2 separate regions of the Zea mays genome follow, and region 2 is linked to region 1. The links are chromatin contacts, called in public Hi-C maps. All regions are on one chromosome and are shown on one strand. The core of a region is the stretch at or near the end of the contact, and the rest is flanking DNA. Distances in the headings are between cores, read along the strand shown. Region 1 holds the start of LOC100282455. Region 2 holds the start of LOC103637029 (S-type anion channel SLAH2).

Region 1 (3,275 bases), core at 466-2,965:
GTCTTGACGTCGCGGTGGATGATCTGCGTGTCCAGCTGCTCGTGAAGGTAGAAGAGCGCGGCGGCGAGCCCGGCGACGATGCGGCGGCGGCGGTCCCAGCTGAGCCGCGGAGCCGAGGCCGGGGCCGCGGCCTTGGGCGGCGCGAAGAGCAGGCGGTCGAGGCTGCGGTTGGGCATGTAGTCGTAGACTAGCATGAGCTCCTCCCCGGCGCGCACGCACCAGCCGCGGAGGCGCACCAGGTTGCGATGCCGCAGCCTGGCCACGGCCGCGAGCTCGGCCAGGAACGACTTGTCGCTGCGGGCGCCCGCGCTGCTGGCTGCGACGCACTTGACGGCCACCGTGGTGCCGTCGCTGGGCAGAACGGCGCGGTACACCCGGCCGAATCCCCCGCTGCCGAGTACCTCCGCGTCGCTGAACCCGCGCGTCCCGATGTAGAGCTCCGAGTAGCTGAATATCCTGGGCCCGCCGCCCGCGAGCTGCTTCCTGCCGGCGACGTCGTCGACCACGCCGGCGATGTCCTCGAACGCCGCCGCCTTTTCCGAAGAGTCGTCGTGCCACCGGCCGGCGCCGCGGCAGCAGGGCCGGGGCCGCCAGCGGCGGAGGCACGACAACAGGCGGACGGCCGTGGTGCGGGCGTACGACCCGGCCGTCTCGAGTTCCAGGGACGCCACCCTAGCCGGGCTGCGCCGCGCCGGCCCCTCCGGGTGGGACGCCGGTGGGACGGCCTCGTCGGCGTCCATCGGCAGCACGAAGCAGAGACGGCGCAGCGACAACGACGACGACATGGCCGGGCACCGGACAGGCAGGCAGTGCTAAATGCTAACTATGGAGTGGCTAGCGATTAGCTAGTGCAACTCCCACTCATGGTAAGCGGTGGTGGTGCGCTTAGTGCGCGTGGGGGAAGGAAATTAAAAGCGCAAGCACGGGGTGGAGGCTTCCATTCCACTGAGCGTTGGAAACCTGGAACGGATGAATTGGGATAGGGAACGGAGGTGGGTTTACGGGTGTGAAGGGACCGCCCCTGGGCAGGTGGGGAAGATGGCCAAAAGCCAAGCTCTGTGGCGTGTGCACGGCGGCGATAGTAACGTGAGCTGTGAGGTGGGCGTGCTGGTAGGTGGCTCTCTATCGCGGTTGACTTGGCATGCAGGTGGAGCCGGAGTTCCCGCCAAAAGGAAGGGGCGTCACCGTCCCGTCTTCCTCGTCTTTCACCGCCTTGCCGCGATGGAATGGAATACGTAATCGACCGCCAAAAAAAAAAAAGGAGCGTCACCCTCTGACTCATCTTTCATATCCACACTTTTTTAATCCCAATACGTACTTCCTCTATTTTAAATCAAAAACACAGGACGTTTTCGTATTTTATATAATTTTTATTATGCACTAAGATACACATGTGTTTGGATATATAGTAAAAACAGTATATTTATGTATACATAAGCTAAAAAAACTTATAGTTATAGTTTAGAACCAAGTGAATAGGAATACAAAGCGTGTCTAACCGCGAGTAATACTGATACAACAAGAGGAATAGGTTTTGTTGGGCCTGTTCACTGCTGTCGTTTGCACAGTAACTTCTCCTGATCCTCGGCCTTCAAGAAGCCGTCGAGGCCTGCACAGCCCACCTCGGGATTGGCTGAAGGCCCATCAAGCCCGCGAGTCCGAGTCGCGGCCTTCCCGTTTCCTTCCCAAAAGGGTCCTCATCGTCCTCTCCCGTCCGAGTGCCCTAGTAACCCTAGCCGCCTGAGGCCGACGCCAACTCTCTCCTGACCGCAACGGGGAACTCGCCCCCCGCCTCCGCCACCGCGCCGGTCGCCGACCCACTCAGATGAACACGTCTCCGTCCAGATACAGGTACGCTTCGGCTGCACCTGCACCTCTCTCTTCCCCCTTCAATTCCGCCGTAGAATCTTCCTTCCCCCTGACCCTGAACCCTAGTACCAACCTTTTTCTCCGGGACCCGAAACAGTCCATCCGGCTCGTCGAAGCTTCGTTCGTTAGGTTTGTCTTTCGCGTGGTGGGTGGGAAACTGGGAATCCACAGCGGTATCCGCCCCTGGTGGTGTGGTGCTCCAACGATCTGCCGCTCTATGCGATTCGTCCTATAAGATAAGAGTGCTCATGGGAAATTACCGGGCACCGAAACACCCCAGCACGATTCTGTGCTGGGTAGATTTATTGTGTACCGGTTGATTAGTTGGCAGGATTTTATTCGTATCGAAAAATATTATTATAGACAATTGATGACATAATACTGCCATTCATTCTACTCTGTTACCACACAGCATGTGGTCCTCGATTAATACTTGCATCCAGTCTACTCTACTGTCACACATTGCATACACAGCTTTGACATTTTTCTTTGTCTTGCTCTTCATCCAGTGACAAATCTCTGTTGGGTTCCCCTTTAGAACCGCTGTATGGTGAACTGATGTAATCATGTAAAACGAACAAGGGGACATATTTTATGCTCATGAAACCTTCGTGCTCATATTTGCATTTTAAATCTGGTGCGTTTATGAGCAATCCAACGTTAAGGTGAGAGATTGAGAGGTGATAAATGGACAATTGTCATCAAAGCTAAGATACGAGGGGGTAAATAAAAGTTATCGATCGCCGTTGGATTGCTTATAGACACACCAGATTTTAAGTGTTCATATGATCGTAGAGACTATGTGAACACACGATACATTCCCAACGAACAAATATATTATCCTAGGAAATTTTAGCTACAGAGTCAGCATTGATATTCTGATGCACTGAAACATGAACTTAAGTGCTCAGAGAAAACTCCCCAGTCATTGATAAAAAATTGCCTTTACTTATATGTTGCCAACAGTAACTTTATTGGGGCACAAATTTCACTGCGCTTTGCTTGTTTAGTATCCTTTCTGTCAATCCTATTATTATTTCTTTCCTCCGCAGTTATATTTACATTCAGGTTATTATTTGAAATTGGGATTGAGAGATGGGGGTTGTTCTCCTTTCTTTTTTCTCTTTTTTGGGACTCTGGATTATCTGAAGGGCAATGATGGGAGGCTGGGGGGGTTCGGATGGGTACGAGGGATCAAAGAGGACGCGAATGATGATGGAATCGAATCCCTACTTCGCAGTGAACGCAGGGAGCCCACTGGATGTCTCAAAGAGGGCCAGGATGATGGAACCAGGTGCTCCCTATTTTGGGGCTATGGGAAGCAGCGCCAGCGGTGCCGGCGGCGGCTTCTACCAGCCCTTTAACAGCAACCTAGCTGGTGCAGGGTCTAGCACCGGTATCCAAAG
Region 2 (3,275 bases), core at 544-3,043, 600 kb after region 1:
GCTCAAAATTAAGTGAAAGGCAACCTTCCGCAAATAGAAATTCTTTCACCCCACGGACAGAACGGCTAGCTACACATGGTCACATGCTACGTATACAGTGCATGTTCTGTTTTCTATCGTCGCCCTTTTTACAAAAAAGTTCTTATACTTCTTTCTAATTAATCTAACTTGCAATTCACCTTATCCCTCATCGAACCAAATATATGATATACGTATATCATCATGGTGCTAATGGCTCGACATAATTTGGCATATCAATCATAATTGGTATCATTCTTAGGGCAGCTAACTTTTGGCGAGATTGGTTTTGGTACAAATTAAATAGTTAATCTATAAGGTGGCTATCTACTCAATATTTCAGTCAAAAAAAGTATATATAATCTGTAGTGCTCACCGTGCAGAATAAATCAACAATAAGATGGTGTGTCGTCGCAACGCACGAGTATAAAGTGAGAGGAGAAAGGCATTAGGATATTTATTTAAGCCTAATGATATTTAAATATTTTTAAAGAGGCAAAATATGTTACGTTTAAGTAAATGTATATAATAAAATAATAATGTTAATATTAAATCAGTATCATTATATTTTTATAGCGCATAAATCTTTATGATTCTTTGTACACCCTTCGTCTCATAATATAATTCGTTTTACACTAATTATACATTCATTAAAAAACATATGAATGTAAATTTGCATATATGTCTATATTTATTACAATTTGAATGAACGTGGACAAAAAAAAGTGGACTAGAAAGAACTATATTTTAGGACGGTTGGATTATTTGTTTGCATAGTATTTATAGTACTGAAAATTATTGCAGTTTTTAATTTACTATATTTTCATAATACAGCTATTCGAAATATAGTTATCTATAATTTTCTGTCTTAGACAGTTTGCTTCAAAACAGTTAGGCTAGTTTGGAAACCACATTTTTCTAACGTGGCGTTTGGATCCCTTCATTTTAAAGGAATTGGAATTCACTCAATAAAGTAACTTATTTAGTTTGGAATTTGGCATTCCACCACTTTCCAAAGTTCAGATATAAGCTTATCTCAAATTCATAGGGTGGAAGATAGGAAATGATTTTATTCATGATTAGAATTTGTTTCTAATCTATAACTTATATGACACTCTTCGTTTTACTCCTCTATAGTAAAAATGTAGCACATAAATATGTAGGACATCTTGCTAATAATAGTATACAAATATATTTCATATAAAAGTGAATTAGCTTAATTGATATATATCTAAATTACTATTATTAGAATGGAATTCAATTCCAGTGATCCAAACGGGGCGTAAGAGATTTTCATTTTCTCAAGTAAAATTAGTACATTTTTTCTTGGAAAAATATAAATCGCTTTAGAAAATGGAGTTCCAAAGGTAGCCATTAGAATTGCTTCCCCCTCCCCCTAGTATGGCACAGTACTAGAAATGTGAAAGAAAAAGAAAAGGGGTCCGTGCGTGGTTTTGGTTTCTACACGAGGAGTCCGTGCCATGACCTCTTCGCCGTCGACGACAAAGGTCCAGATAAGACCGGCTGGGCTCCCTCTCCCCCGGCCGGGTTCGCCGTCGTCATCGGCGCCGGCAACCAACGCAGCCAGGTCAACGGGAGATGCGCAGGGGATTCGCATGAGAAAGGTTCTGATGATCCAATTCTCGCGTTGGTCAATGTTGTTCAGATTCGTCAGACCTGTAGAATACAGAGAGAAATCCGAGGTCTTTTTCTCTCTTAATAAATAAATGAATATACAGAGTACTGATAATACGTGCCGGAACGAACCTTCGTAATAGACGCAGACGCAGACCATCTTCCTCTCGATGCCGCCTCCTTTCTTACACCTGACGTCCTCCCTGACCTCTATATAGACGGGCGCCGAGCGCGAGCTCGGCGGCACATCACCCAGCCACTCCAGCGGTCCAGCCAGCCACAAGGCAGCTGCTTCATGTGCACCTACACTACCTAGTCGCAGTCGGCACCTCTTCCTCCTTCGGCGACGCGAGCTGAGCGGTCCTGACGAGCAAGGCGCCATGGCCATCCGCGAGAGCTCCCAGATGCCGGAACTGCTCCGGCTCCCTCTGCCGCCGCCGGCGACGACGGGGAGCCCGTACTCTGTGTGCTTGAGCGTGCCGGCGTCGCCGTCGGGGCTGCACCTCGGCGTGTGCGCGTCCGTCCGCAGCGTGGCGCCGGCTCCACAGCCACAGCCGGCAGAGGACCAGCAGCTGCTGCAGAACCAGGCGCGGTACCACTCGCAGCCGACGCTGACGATCCGGACCGAGGAGCCGCCGCCGCTGCAGCGGGTGCGCACCGTGTCGCGCAGCGACAGCGCGCGCGACCGCCGCTTCGACCACTTCAAGACCTTCTCCGGCCGCCTGGAGCGGCAGCTGTCCAACCTCCGCGGGGTGGTGCCCGTGGACATCGAGCCCGCCGGCGCCGACTCTACCTCGAACAAGATCATCTCCGAGGAGGAGACCGACGACGACGACGAGGTCCCCAGCGCGGACCGCTACTTCGCCGCCCTGGAGGGCCCCGAGCTGGAGACGCTGAGACCGACAGAGGTGTCGGCGCTGCCCGAGGACGAGACGTGGCCGTTCCTGCTGCGGTTCCCGATCAACGCGTTCGGGATGTGCCTGGGCGTGAGCAGCCAGGCCATGCTGTGGAAGACGCTGCAGTCGGAGCCGTCCACGGCGTTCCTCCACGTGAGCCCCGCCGTGAACCACGTGCTCTGGTGGGTCTCCGCCTCGCTTATGGCGCTCGTCTCCTTCATCTACCTCTTCAAGGTCGTGTTCTACTTCGAGGCGGTCCGGCGCGAGTTCCACCACCCGATCCGCGTCAACTTCTTCTTCGCGCCGTGGATCGCCTGCCTCTTCCTCGTCAAGGGCCTGCCGCACCCGGTGTGGACCATCCACCACGTGGTGTGGTACATCCTCATGGCGCCCATCTTCCTCCTCGACCTCAAGATCTACGGCCAGTGGATGTCCGGCGGCGCCCGGCGGCTGTCCAAGGTGGCCAACCCGACCAACCACCTCGCCGTCGTGGGCAACTTCGTGGGCGCGCTGCTGGGCGCCAAGATGGGGCTTCGCGAGGTGCCCATCTTCTTCTTCGCCGTCGGGGTGGTGCACTACCTGGTGCTGTTCGTGACTCTGTACCAGAGGCTCCCCAGCAACGCGCAGCTCCCCAGGGAGCTCCACCCGGTGTTCTTCCTCTTCATCGCCGCGCCCAGTGTCGCGTCCGTCGGCTGGGCAAGGCTGTGCGGCGACTTCAACTACGCC

The links. Hi-C and Micro-C count contacts between places; a contact is called where the count stands out from the background.
Region 2: a Hi-C map of bundle sheath shows a contact between it and region 1, with 2.9 times the contacts expected there. The contact joins the promoter of LOC103637029 here to the promoter of LOC100282455 in region 1. A contact is called at or near these places in 2 of 25 Hi-C or Micro-C datasets (bundle sheath and leaf).

The regions. Positions count from the first base shown.
Region 1 is chr8:76,372,104-76,375,378 of Zm-B73-REFERENCE-NAM-5.0, forward strand. It overlaps LOC100282455, which reads left to right and starts at 1,716. Exons shown (of 2, transcript NR_178050.1): 1 at 1,716-1,851; 2 at 3,110-3,275. LOC109941412 (receptor like protein kinase S.2) reads right to left here and starts at 997. Exons shown (of 1, transcript NM_001412149.1): 1 at 1-997. The coding sequence starts at 785.
Region 2 is chr8:76,971,539-76,974,813 of Zm-B73-REFERENCE-NAM-5.0, forward strand. It overlaps LOC103637029 (S-type anion channel SLAH2), which reads left to right and starts at 1,794. Exons shown (of 2, transcript XM_020542562.2): 1 at 1,794-3,275. The coding sequence starts at 2,034.